4 separate regions of the Mus musculus genome follow, and all the other regions are linked to region 1. The links are chromatin contacts, called in public HiChIP or PLAC-seq and promoter capture Hi-C maps. All regions are on one chromosome and are shown on one strand. Each heading gives the region's core, a stretch centred on a gene start, on an enhancer-like site or on the middle of the called end of the contact. The rest is flanking DNA. Distances are from core to core; before and after follow the strand shown. Region 1 holds the start of 2010016I18Rik (RIKEN cDNA 2010016I18 gene). Region 2 holds the start of Tafa3 (TAFA chemokine like family member 3). Region 3 has its middle 6.1 kb from the start of Cttnbp2nl. Region 4 holds the start of Eps8l3 (EPS8-like 3).

Region 1 (3,187 bases), core at 308-2,807:
CAAGAAGAGATCTAATACTTTGGGAGACTGATCTTAGGCTGTGCTTGAGTCGGGGGCCTGCTTGATTCTCTACCACACAACCAGGAAGGCCATCCCTTCTTAGTAGTTCCAGCAGAAGCTGAGTTTTCCTGTAGGAAAAGGTGACTGAGGTGGAATTTGGAAGAACTGAAGGTTTCCCACAGGGGCAAGAGCATTGTTTCCCTGCTCCAGAGTTTCAGTCAGTCCTTCACAAAGCAGTCAGACCTAGATTCTCTGGGTGATTACAGAAAACTAGGGCTGGGCTACAAAGGAAACTAGAGCAGTGAGCTCAGGGCTAGAGCCCAGGCAGCGTGGTAAGACATAGAACTCCTCTATTACCTTTTAAACACACCTTCGTCCTCCCACCTCCATCCTCAGGCCCCACTTCTCCCTCCATCCTTACCTTGGGAAACTGGTAAGTGATCGTGGGCTCATAGTCATCCCCTAAACGCTTTTTCTTTAAAGAAACAACAAGAAGGTATTCAAAGAAGTGCTGGCCTCCAGCAAAGCTAGATGGAGAATGCTCCTGGATCCTTTCTGGCTCTGTGACAGCTTCCCCAGGATTGTTCTGGGATTGTCCTAAAATGGAGATGCAAGGGTCTCTTGAGTATTCTTTCCACTCCTCCATTCTGTAGTGCGAGCGAGAATCTGGGCAACAACCATGCCTCAAGGCTACAGTGCCAAGCCTGACCAGGCACCACCAGGCAGGATCAGAGCCAAGGGGGCAATTTCCATACCTGCCCTGGGAAACTTGAAACTGTGGAGTGACACAGGAAGAAAAGAAAACACTGATGTAGAACCGAGGAGCCATGCCATGCTGTGGAGGTTCTTGGAGGCCTGATGCCTGACACTGTATAGTCTGCCTGATGCAACAGTTCTGGGTATTTTGTGAGCCCTGAGTAAATTTGCACTAAATAATCAGAGTAGACCCATAGGGCATTTTTTGGTAATTATAGCAAGACCTCTGCAACAGACGGGACTAGCTCTGCAAACTGATAAGGCAATCCTCCTGGCTTGACCACATGGGGGCCATGTGGGTTTGAGCATATAAAGGAAAAAGAGGATCACTACAGCAGGAATCAGCCCATAAAAAGATCATCCGAAAAAGGAAGTAGGCAATCCAGTTCTGACCTGCTCGAAGTCGTGGCAAGCGATTTCGGAGCAGCCTGAGGGTTCGGCCTACCCCTTGTCCTTCCATCATTCTGAGCTTTGGGGGCATGGATGTTCTTTCTCCTTCAGGCTGGCCACAGAAAGCCTGAGAAAGTGCCTTCTGCCTTGGTCTCCAATCACAACTTTATTGAGCTGAGCCACACGCTGTCTCCCAAAGGCAGAGAGCAGTTTCCATCCTGTGTACTCCGTAATTGAGCAAGAAGGATGTGAAAGGACCCACGAGGCAGCTTAGTGTGGGCACTGACAGAAGCAGCATCCTGGCACTACAACTCAGCTCTTGGCTCCTCCCAAGAGCCCCAGGGTGTGGTAACAGAAAAGGTCATGAGCAAACATCTCAAGGCACAGCTGCTTCTGGGCCAAGGGCTTTCAATTCCAGTGCTTGCAGACCATGTGGTGAGTTTATTTACAAACCCAGGCAGCGAGGGATGCCTGTGAAGATCAGACTATGGACTCCAGTGCCTCGTGGGGCACAGCACAGGTATTTTACATCCCTCATCCTCCACTGCTCACGATCACCTTTTCAAGCAATCGTCGGGAGCTGCAAAGTCCCACCAGGCCAACTGGCGAATCTAAAACATCAAGGATCTTCAGGAACCCAGGACTGAACACTTCTTGCAGCCAAGATGCCAGATTGCCCTGATTCAGATAAGTAGACTTGCCCACTCATTCTCTAAATGTACTAATAACTTGTAACAGGAGAGGCCCACCTCTGAGAGGCCCAGATATACAGAATAGCTGTGAAGGTGATTACTTCACCCACTCCTCCCTGGCAATCTTTCCTGATCTAAGGCATAAATCTCTCTCACTATTCCAGGGTTCCGGAAGAATCCTTTCTCTCACCATCTTTACTAAAAGGAAGCAATGACTCGGGAAATCGTCCCCAGCTTAGAGTAGGAGCCTAGTTGCATCAGCAGCTGTAGGGGTACAGAGCATCTTCACCCCTCCCCTACCCCTGCTCAGCCTTTCCTCTGGTTGGGCCAGGACAAGCTAAACAGCAGGCCCAGTACTATGTCTAGAGATTGAGGAAGAGGAGAAAAGTAGTCGCTGATACCCTGGGTTATTAAACAGAAAGTCCTGAATAAGGAAATGTACAGGATAAGAGGAAGGAGACTTTGCCCAGAAGTAACTTAATGGGGAGGGAAGAAGTAAAAGGATCTGGTGCCTGTGTCTGCCACTCCTGCAAAGAATTAGCAGCCCTCTGGGAGGGAGTGTGTTGCTATGGTAAGAAGGAAGGCTGTCACCCTACTCCTAAGAGCACTGAAACTGTGGCACTGGTAAAATGCAGGACTCAGAAACCCAACATTGACTTGTGGCGGAAGCAGCAATCATAGTACAGATGATGAGAGTTGGGATCTTGAGAACGGGGAAGCAAGACACCACAGAAAGTACTTGTGTCTTACTTGTAGCCTGTATAGACATGTTGCATAATCTTTACTGGTTGCCTTACGGAGCAAGAGCATGCCTAGTACAGAAAGGAAAACCGAGGCATTAAGTCACTCGGAGGCAATTGAAAATGAACAGGATCTGTACAAAGTGAACGTCATAAAAAGTTCCAAATCCAGGCTCAGGCCTTCTGGTGTATTACACAGTAAACATCTCCCGGTAGGAAGAGGTAGTGGGTGGAGTGGGATGGGTGGCGAGCAAATGGCTTGGGGGGCCAGAGTCATCTTCCTGGTCATCCCAGAAGCTCAGGAAATGTCTTTTCCTCAGTCCTTGGGGCTGGCTTTTCACTCCATTTCCTCCTGCTTTATCAGGAGAAACAAGGGACCAGCAATGTCAGAAATCCCAGACCAATGAAAAGTAACTAAGACCTTTGGGCTGAGGCTCAAGATCCAACAGAGTGTTTTCTCCTTCTCCCCCTTTCAAAAGGGGTTCTCACAGAAAAGCACGAGAAGGATCAATATGCATCAAACTCCTCTATAGTAGAAGGCACCTCACTTGACCCGGATGCCCTGGAATGGATTATTATCCTCAATTTTAATTGAGGGAGGAGCCACTC
Region 2 (3,187 bases), core at 336-2,835, 1.7 Mb after region 1:
GAGGGCATTCTCAGAACAAACATGGTGGCACACATCTATAATCTTAGGAGGCAGAGGTAGAGACAGGATGAGCACAAGTTGGTGGCTAGCCTGAGTACATAGTAAATTCCAGACTAGCCAAGGCTACATAATGAGACTTGGTCTTAAAGAGGTAGGGGGAATGGCTTAGCAGGCAAAAGTGCCAAGCCTGATAACCTGAATTCAATTCTCAGCACCCTGGAAAGAGAGATCCAGAGAGAGGGAGCGCCCCGTCCCGGGCTGTATGCTCAGGATCCAGAAGCAGGGTCCTTCTTTGTTTCCCCCACACTATTACGTTCCCAAACCTTCCTTACTCTAACAGGTACATACACCTCTGCTGGGAAGAGGCAGAGTCACAGCACACTTCTACCCTCAAGTGTTTAATGAGCCCAAAACATGAACCTGTCGTATTTTTGTTGTTGGGACTATTGACTGTCTTTCTGATGAAGATACTAGAAACCTCAGATTTGGTTTCCAAGGTGAGAGTCACACCCATTATCCACAGGGCCATTCATGCCTGGTGAAACCTTGCAGCCTGGTTCTCCACCCCGGTACTACCCTTGGTCCTCCCACGCAGGAGGGCAGCACTTCTGTGCTGGAAGTATATTTTTTTAAATATTTATTTATTTATTTTATGTATATGTGTACACTGCAGCTGTACAGATGGTTGTGAGCCATCGTGTGGTTGCTGAGCCATCTCTCCAGCCCGTTGAAAGTATTTACTATCCTTCCCGGGTGGCAGCCGGGAACCCCTGTGGTAAAACAAACAAACAAACAAACAAAACAAAACAAAGAAAAAAAAACCAAAAACTATGCAACTTGAGAATCTTCTAATACAGTGGTCTGCTTTTAGTGCCTGGGAAGCACCTTAAATAACACTTGATTGTACTAACAAAGAACTGGATTTTATACACACACACACACACACACACACACACACACCACCTCCTTTTCTCTTTCTTTCCTTTGAAGATGTGGTCTGGCTAAGTAGCCATTAGCAGGTCTGGAACCTTGTGTAAACCATACAGACCAAACTTCCTCAAACTTTCAGGCAATCTTACCTTCCCATCTCCCTACCCCTGCTGTGCTTTTCTTTCTTTGTTTGGGTTTAGAAGGTTGTTCGGTTTGGTTTGAGTTTTATTGTTGTTTGTATGTATGTATGCTTGTTTGTTTGTTTTTTTTGTTTGTTTTAGATAGGGTCTCACACTTAACCCCTGCCTTGTCTCCGAAATTCTGGATTACAGGTGTGAAACCCTGTCCGAGGTCTGAAGAACTGAATTGTAAGATTTAATGAGCTCGGATTTAAGTAACAGCCTACTGCTGGTCTAAATGAATACTACTCCCAGATGCAACGCCTATCCCCATCCCAAAATACCACCTACCTCCTTGAACTACTAGACTAGGGGCCACATTCCTGAAAGTTTTAGTGACCTGCTATAATTGATGTGTTTTGCTCAAGGAACTGTCCCTGAAAAGAGAGTCGGTGGGCTTCTATTCCTGACTTGCTGTGCGCCACAAGAGGCCGCTGCGGGCCAGCTGTGCCCAGGTTCCCCGCAGAGCACCCCCACACAGTTTCGAAGAAGCCGGCGGTGCCCGCAAAGGCTGGAGTAGCGAGAACGACTCCCAGTCTAGCGGCTGCGCGCTCCTCAACCTGCAGACCGAAAGCTCGGGAGGACCCGGCCTAGCCCCGCAGAACTGGTGGGTGCTGGACCAGAGCATCTAGGTGCTCTAAGCCGGAGACTCCAGCTTAGCCAGAGCCCCTGCTCTCCTCGGGCGCAACAACTTTGACGATCTATCGCGGACAGAGCTCAAAACCAGACAACACCTAAGCTGGCCACTCCCTCGAAGAGCCCGATTTGGAGAGTCTAGATGCCAAGCTCAGAAGCAGCGAGGACCTCAGGCCAGAAAGTTGAACCCGGGCCACTGCTGTGAAGCAGGTGGGTACCAGGAGTAAGAATAAATGCTAGAGGGAACAGAAGTAAGCAAAAGCAAGATTTAAGGTTCTTGTTGACCTCTTGTTGCTATGGAGGCTGCTCTCCCAGCCCCATCTTAGCCTGAATTAAGGATTGGGGAAACAGCTCAAGGAAACTGAGGCAGACTATGGATGCTGACGAACAAATCCCAGAAACTCCCTTCTCCTGTACCTTTCCAGGAGGGAATGAATAGAACGCCAGAGAGCCCAAGTCTCCCATCTTCTCCAGGTTCTCTGAGCACTGGAATACCTAGGAGAAATGTGTGTGTTGGATCAGACACGGTTAGAACTCAACCAGAAATAGGATGTCCCCAAGAAAAGAACGAATGGCATTTGCAATGGTCAAAATGAGGGTTCCTGGCATAGCCTGAGAAAGAAGACTTATGAGAAAGGAGGTTCATCTAGAAGTGTGGGGACACACCCATGCCCAGGGGACTGGCCCCACACACCTTCCACCCCCACCTGCATTCCCCTCGATAGGCCCTCCCTCAGATCACCAGCAATGTGCTTCAGTTTGACTTCTCACTGGGGACTGAATGAGGAAAGGCCTTTGGCAGAGAGTGGAGAAGCTCTTGTGGGCTGTGCACGGAAGCAGAGACCTGTTGCCGTGCAAGGCTAGCCCTCTGAGGTGGGGCTGAGACACAGCAGCAGAATTCAGCCAGTTTCAGAAGAGTCCAGGAAGCAAGGCTCAGGATGGGTTGGTTAGAGGTGGAGGGAGACACAGAACTGGGAGACCTGGGGCTTCTTCCCCAGCGGTCTCTTCTGGGACAAAGCTGGCAGACTCCACCCCCTTTTCTGACCTTAGCTCTATCCCAAGACCAGAAAGATGACAGCACCGATTCTTAGACCCTCCCACCCCTGCTTCACTCCTAGGAAAAAGAAAGCCTATTCACTCGTCTCAGGGTCACTGCCCCCACTGCTCTGTAGTCTGAGGGAGGAGGGTAGGGGAGCAAGGGCAGATTCCCAGAGCAGAAATGGCTGCCTTTGCCTTGGGACAGCCTAAGCTGGAGTTCCTCATCCTCCCTTTCTCTTACTCTCTTCCAAGCTTCCTCTTAGCCCCTCCAGGGGTCTGGTCTCTCTCCATTCTGAACAACCGCCATATTGTTCATCAGATGGAACAAGTCTGAGACCAGCAGATGAACAGGCAGAGGCCTGAAGACCCCAGGAACAGTAAGTGAGACATCTGGAGATGAGAAT
Region 3 (3,187 bases), core at 379-2,878, 1.4 Mb after region 1:
AAGCAAACAGTGTACCAGAGGATGTCGCCAGAGGTTATCCTTTCTCCTACACACTCACAAAATGCAGGAGGGATTGGTGTGTGTGTGTGTGTGTGTGTGTGTGTGTGTGTGTGTGTGTAGTCAGCCAGCTTTAATCCAAGCACCCAGGAGGAAGAGGCAGGTCTGGTCTACATAATGAGTTCCAGTACAGTCAAGGCTGTGTAGAAAGCCTCTTTCTCAAAAAACAAAACAAAATCATAGTCAACTAATACCATCTCCCACCTATCTAAATGTATGAAAATTACATTTAGAAATAAGAAACGGGAGCGGTGCAAGCCTTTAATCTCAGCACTCAGGAGACAGAGGCGGGCTGTTCTCTGTGAGTTTGAGGCTAGCCTGGTCTACAGAGCAAGTTCTTGGTCAGCCAAGGCTGTAGTGAAACTCTGTCAAAAAAAACAGGATAAAGAAACCAATGACAGTTTACCAGTTCCTCGCTCAGAGTGTGTGATGATAATAGTTGTTTAACGATTTTGAAGACGACGGTGAAGAGAGGAAAATGTGACTCACTCTGAGACACAAAGCATTACTCAAGAGTCCGGTGACGAATGAATGTTTGGAGGGTGAGAGGGTGAGTTAAAAATAATTTGGATTCTTGGGAACCTCACTGGATGGTTTCAGAATCCTGTCATTTATCGATTTCCAGGAATTTCCCCTCTAACAATTCTTTCAGGTCCTGTGAGGTTTGTATTCTGCAGCCCTGACTGGCACATCAGCCTTGGGGGAACATGTGGGTTTCAGACAGAATAAATCAAGGGAGATGGGAATCAGAGCCCTATGGATGCTTTTCCTGACAGCAGTATTGTGTGACTTCTCGGGTTCTGTAGACTTCTGTCTGACTTTCTCACTACCATCATGGAAAACAGATGACCCTAATTAGTTGGTCCTCAGAACGGACTTTAGTGATGCAAAAGTCTTCCTAGTCACATTGGCCTAGGCTAGGGACACACTTATGTCACCCACCAGCTCTGTAGTAAAAGATTGGGAGACCCTGCTCCATGACTCCAGGCAAGCTACTTAACTATTTTTTTTTTAAAGGATTGAAATCTGTTACCTAATCAGCAAAATGGACCTTAAAGCTTTCTTGTGGTGATAACCAACGCATTGTACCTGGTGTGAAGTCGACACTTAGTAACTGGTACGATGTGGGTATCACGTTACCTTGAGCCAGCTGGCTGGCCTCTCTGAACTTGCTTCTTCTCTTGAAAAGCTAGAAGTAGTAATATATACCTGTCAGGTGGTTATGAGAATTATACATGTGAAGATTACACGGTGTATATGCAAAGTGTCTGGCTCAGTGTCTCATAGTAAATACTCAATAGGTTTTTTTCCTTCCTTCTCTGAGAACTACCTTCACTGCAATCCAGGATAAGGAAAGTCCGTGTGGCTCCGTCATAATCACACTGGCCACGTTCCGCTAAAAACCAATCTGTTCCTGGAGTTGGCTCTTTGAGCTGCCTGCCAGTCTTTGGAATCCCCTACCTGATGGGCTTTCTGCCTACACCCATAAAAGGAAAAGCTATCAACGCACCACGAGACTGCCTGAAAAGTAGACAATTGCAGGGCTCACCGATCAACACTAGAGGGCGCAATAAGCTCAGGAAAGCAGTGAGGGCCACACCCAAAAATCTAGGAATGCGCCTGTTTCCCCGGCCGCTCAGGTCCAAGCAAGAAAGATTAAGAGTAGCTCAGAAAGGCCTTCGTGGGGACAAAAGATGCGAAGGAAATGCAGGGAGCAGGAATGAAACACCTTCCCTTCGCCTTCGCCTTCGGCTTGGCACCGGACTAGAGAGCCTCTGGCGTCTGGTCTTTGAGAGTGGGTAGGACACAGCACCCTTCACGGTTCCTCCAGCTTCTTCATCTATCTCACCCAGCATCAGCCAGTGTGCCCTGGGTCACAGCTAAAAGACTACTCTAGAATACAATAGTCTCCGGTGTTTAGTTGGAGAGCAGAAACTCACAGGGAGAAAGATCTTCAGAAAGGTCTCCACGTGATTTACAAAATCCCACGTGGAAATTGATGGGCTACTTTAATGTACACCATCTTACTGATATTCACAGCCTGGGGTTGGAGATAGAGGCGATCATCTCATTTTAAAAGTAAGGAAACTGAGGTTCAGGTAACCGCCCACACTTTGGGCAGTTGTCCTTTAACAGTTTGTTTATTGTTGTTGTTGTTGTTGCTATTAATTAGTGCATTAGTGCTTTGCCTGCATGTACATATATAATGGTGCCAGTTCCTGAAACTGGAGTTACCGAGAGTCACGGCGCTATTGGCTTTTCTCTTGTTGTTCTTGTTCTGTTTTTATGTGGCACTGGGAATCTAACCTTTATCCCTCCCCTCCCCCTCCTCTCCCCCTTCCCCTCCCCCTCCCCCATTTTAAAATTAATTCAAACCACTCACACAACTGCAAGAAAACTACTCAGCTCCAAGCATTCCATACTCACCTTTACATTTTTTTTTATTTTACTTTTTTTATGTCTATGAATATTTTACCTTCGTGTATGTCCGTGCACTTCGTGCATGCCTGGAGTACCGGGAAGCCAGAGGAGGGTAGAGATGGAACCCCAGAACTGATACTGTGAGTTGAAATGTGGGTGCTAGGAATGGAATCCTGGCCTTTTGGAGAAGTCGGTGTTCTTAGCTGCTGAGTCATCTCACCAAGTCCCATAAAAAATTATTTATGTGGGCTGGTGAGATGGCTCAGTGGGTAAGAGCACCCGACTGCTCTTCCAAAGGTCCGGAGTTCAAATCCCAGCAACCACATGGTGGCTCACAACCATCCATAACAAGATCTGATGCCCTCTTCTGGAGTGTCTGAAGACAGCTACAGTGTACTTACATATAATAAATAAATAAATAAATCTTTAAAAAAAAAATTATTTATGCTTATTCATGTATTTGTGTGTGTGCTTGCATTGCCATGACCTGAGTGTAGAAGTTAAATAATGGGCTAGAGAGATGGGTCAGTGGTTGAGAGCAGTGGCTGCTCTTCCAGAGGTCCCAGGTTCAATTCCCAGCAACCACATGGTAGCTCACAACTGTGTAACTCCAGTTCTAGGGGATCTGATGCCCTCACATATATGTAGATGTGGACAAACCACGAATACACATAAATTTTTTAAATTTTATTTTATTTTTATTAGGTAT
Region 4 (3,187 bases), core at 497-2,996, 1.4 Mb before region 1:
TAGAATGTATTTCAGTGGTGTGTGTGTGTGTGTGTGTGTGTGTGTGTGTGTGTGTGTGTGTGTGACAGAGAGAGAGAAAGAGAGAAAAGAGAGACTGTGTGTGAGACTTTGTGTGTATGTGTTGTGAGAGAGAGACTGGGAGAGAGACTGTGTGTGTGTGCATATGTGTGTCTCTATATGTTAGACAGATTTAGAGATAGAAGACAGACAGACATTTATACGGAGTGAGGTGTGCTCTGTGGAACTTGCTTGGGACCTACACTCATCTGATGTCTGACTACCACTCCTGCCTCATTTCTTCCTGGTGCTTCCAGATTTTCTCCCAGAGACTCTCCCCCACCTGAACTCTAAATGCAGCTCACAGCCAACTATCTGGTAAAGCTGTCTTTAACCACCACCTGCTCAGAGTATTTTCAGCATTGCTCAATCCTCTCTGACAACAGTAGTGGTCACCGCAGCCCTGACAGAACTCCGAGCCCACTGCCAAGCCTCTCCTGACCCTACCTCTTAAGTCTTCACCTCCATCCATCCACTGGTACTTCTCCAGCACCAATTGGTGAGCACAGCTTTAAGGGGTTTGCCTCAGTGACCCAGCTAGTACTCAAAACAACCCCAGAGCTGAAACTGTTATCCGAGAGGACAACAGGCCTAGAGTCACTCTGACTGTTTAATAGGGAAGTGAACCAGAACTCTGTGGCTTACAAATGTGTCCCTGTCACTAGGTGGTGGGTCATGGGGGCAGGGGAAGGCTAGAACACACATCTTTTGAAATGGAGTGGAGTTAAACGTCCAGCATTTGTGTGTGCTGGGTGTGTGTATGTGTCAAGAGAATGTGTTATCCGTGGCCATGGTTTTGAGTGCCTTCATGCATCGATCTGTTTGGCGCACTAGGGTTCTTTGTAACCCTGGAATATCCCGACCAAAGTGTAAGGAAGCACTCACACCCATTTATTGGGACTGTTATGAAAATAACAGAGAGTGGATAAGATGACTCACAGATGGAAAAATTATTCTCCAAGTGAGCATCATGGGAACACAGAGGAGGCGGCTAATCTCTGTTCCCTGTGGGGAAAACCCCGATCCTAGATAAGAGCAAAGAGTGTTGGAAGCCTGACTCTCCCCTCTGCCTTTCCTCGCCTCCCTAGGCAGTGGCGTTCAATTCCTGCTTCTAAATGGAAGGAAAAAAAGAGCCCTTTTCTGATCAGCCCTGCCCTAGTCTTTCACATCAGAATGGTCCCTGTAAATCACCAGGTGTTCCTGTGGGCTGGTAGAGATAATTCAACAGCTACTACTAAAGATACTACACCCCAGGGCTGGGGGTGCTGTTTGACCTGCCTGGGCCCTTTTAGTGCCAGGCATTGGCCTTTGCTCTCCCTTGTGTAGGTGTATAGAGCAAGGAAGGGGTATTTACAAGGCTGACCTAGGGGAAAAGCCTTCTAGAGCTCCTTGCCTTTTCTGGTCTCCAGCAGGTACTAAGTTCCTGAGGCTAATCCTTGCTCGTGAATCTAAGAAGACACTGCAAGATGCCCCAACTCTAGGAAGCCACCGAGATGTCCATGTTGGCCCCAGGATCACCAATCCTTGCTATTCACTGGAAATAGGCTCTTACCTGGTTGCCAGTGCCGCCTGGTGTTTGGTCCCCCAAGGAGTCTGATGCTTGAGCCAGTGGTCCACTAATGTTGGAGGGAGCTCTGTTTGGCTTCTCTGCCAGCGCCTCAGGCAGAGACCTACTGGTGATCAGGTGGCCTGAGAGCCAGGAAGCAGGCTTTGAGGAAGCCACACCTGTGGTCTTTGGACTCTAGAGGGTGGAGAGGCCTTTCAGGCCACCAACCGCACAGCACGGTAGTGGACCTGAGGAAGTGTCTGTGCTGACAGGTGCCAGAGCTTTACCCGAGACCCCTGCTCTCCAGCTTCTTCCTTGTTGGCCTCTGACCTCAGGTGTGGCCCCTCATCTCCCTACCTTTTACATATCTCCTCGGGAGGCCCCTGGGTTAGCATTAGGTACTGGGGCCACAAACAAGAGAAGGCACATGTGGTCTCCTAAGCCTAGTTTCTGAGTTAGGGACAGGCCACTGATGGACCATAGGCTCAAGAAAAGCTTTGGGTTGGAATGTGTGTTTTATGCTTCTGTCCTGCATCCATGAGTGTGGGATTGTGTGTGCCCAAGTCTTGCCCATGAATAGGACATGGCCTGCCAGAGAAGTTGGGGTAGGCTCAGGGTCACTTGGGTATGACAAAGAGGGCTATTTCATCCTGGCCACATCCACCTGTCCCTTCTCCCCTCTGGTCACACTTGTTCTTTACTCTTTCTTCTTCACCTTGCCCCATGCCCCCCAGGCCCTAATAGATGCCTTCAAACTAAGGCCTCCCTTTGCTATTCAAGAACCTGCTAGTTCCTGCAAGTTGCTTTGTTTAAAAACCTCCTGTGGTACCTGGAGCAGGCCAGACTTTTTACCTCCTGGAAACTCCCAGCTGGATGTAGGAGCTCAGACATAGACAGCAAAGGAATTAAGGCAGAAGTAGAAGGAAGCAGAGAGGGGCAGGGATGCTCATGTGGGAGCTAAGCCTCTTGGGACAGAGTCGCAGGCCCTGCTGGGGTTAGGATCTGTGGAGAAGACTCCCACAGATCATATAACTATAGCCTGCAGTCAGGAATGTGTCCTTGGCTTCCTCAGGACCAAGTGAGAGATGATGTCCTGCTTCCCCCAGTCATCCAGTATTGTCCTCATGGCCTAGAGTCCAGGGCTTGGACCTAGGAGGGACTTCTCCCAACTGAATTGCTGTGAGCCCCCAGGAAGGTCCTTTGGGCAGCCAATTTCTGGGGCCTAGAGGTCAAACTGCCTGTTTGGTCAGCATCTCGCCACCATCCTGTGTGAACTAGCCCCCTAGACCTCCCTGGGCCTTCTGTTGGTTTGTACCACTTTCAGGTTTGAATAGCCTTAATTTGTTTATTTATTCTTAAAGGCCAATCATATTCCATTCTCAGGCTGGGTTTGGGTGACTAACCAGGACTTCATTCTTCCCAGCTCAGACCAGGCCCTGTCCTTCCTAAGGGTCTTTCAAGTCAATGTAAGCACAGCAGGGATTCCTGTAGGATACCTGGAAACAGGGTAGGGCAGGGATTCAACACATAACAGAGACCTAGCTGACATCTTTGGGCAGAGAAGGATATTGTAACACCAGGAAC

What was found. Promoter capture Hi-C pulls out the DNA fragments that hold promoters and counts their contacts. HiChIP or PLAC-seq counts read pairs in DNA pulled down with a chosen protein or histone mark.
Region 2: a promoter capture Hi-C map of pre-B cells shows a contact between it and region 1, with 4 times the contacts expected there. The contact joins the promoter of Tafa3 here to the promoter of 2010016I18Rik in region 1. A contact is called at or near these places in 1 of 39 promoter capture datasets (pre-B cells) and 1 of 115 datasets of contacts at active chromatin or transcription factors (pancreatic cancer cells).
Region 3: a contact with region 1 is called in a FOXA1 HiChIP or PLAC-seq map of pancreatic cancer cells. The contact joins the enhancer-like site here to the promoter of 2010016I18Rik in region 1. A contact is called at or near these places in 2 of 39 promoter capture datasets (the HPC-7 cell line and pre-B cells), 2 of 115 datasets of contacts at active chromatin or transcription factors (bone marrow-derived dendritic cells and pancreatic cancer cells) and 1 of 9 other capture datasets (liver).
Region 4: a contact with region 1 is called in a FOXA1 HiChIP or PLAC-seq map of pancreatic cancer cells. The contact joins the promoter of Eps8l3 here to the promoter of 2010016I18Rik in region 1. A contact is called at or near these places in 1 of 39 promoter capture datasets (erythroid cells) and 1 of 115 datasets of contacts at active chromatin or transcription factors (pancreatic cancer cells).

What each region holds. Positions count from the first base shown.
Region 1 is chr3:106,484,283-106,487,469 of GRCm38.p6, reverse strand. 2010016I18Rik (RIKEN cDNA 2010016I18 gene) reads left to right here and starts at 1,557. Exons shown (of 2, transcript NR_033207.1): 1 at 1,557-1,666. It overlaps Dennd2d (DENN/MADD domain containing 2D), which reads right to left and starts at 1,430. Exons shown (of 12, transcript NM_028110.2): 1 at 1,150-1,430; 2 at 422-597. The coding sequence starts at 1,237.
Region 2 is chr3:104,775,945-104,779,131 of GRCm38.p6, reverse strand. It overlaps Tafa3 (TAFA chemokine like family member 3), which reads left to right and starts at 1,585. Exons shown (of 7, transcript NM_183224.3): 1 at 1,585-1,955; 2 at 3,036-3,160.
Region 3 is chr3:105,057,497-105,060,683 of GRCm38.p6, reverse strand. No RefSeq gene overlaps it. Among named protein-coding and RNA genes, the nearest start is that of Cttnbp2nl, 6.1 kb to the right of the region's middle. Within about 2 kb of position 1,628, at least 117 of the 459 cell types and tissues checked have an H3K27ac peak or open chromatin away from gene starts, as enhancers often do. A contact at or near this core is called in bone marrow-derived dendritic cells and pancreatic cancer cells, where this site is marked.
Region 4 is chr3:107,875,789-107,878,975 of GRCm38.p6, reverse strand. Eps8l3 (EPS8-like 3) reads right to left here and starts at 1,746. Exons shown (of 19, transcript NM_133867.2): 1 at 1,610-1,746.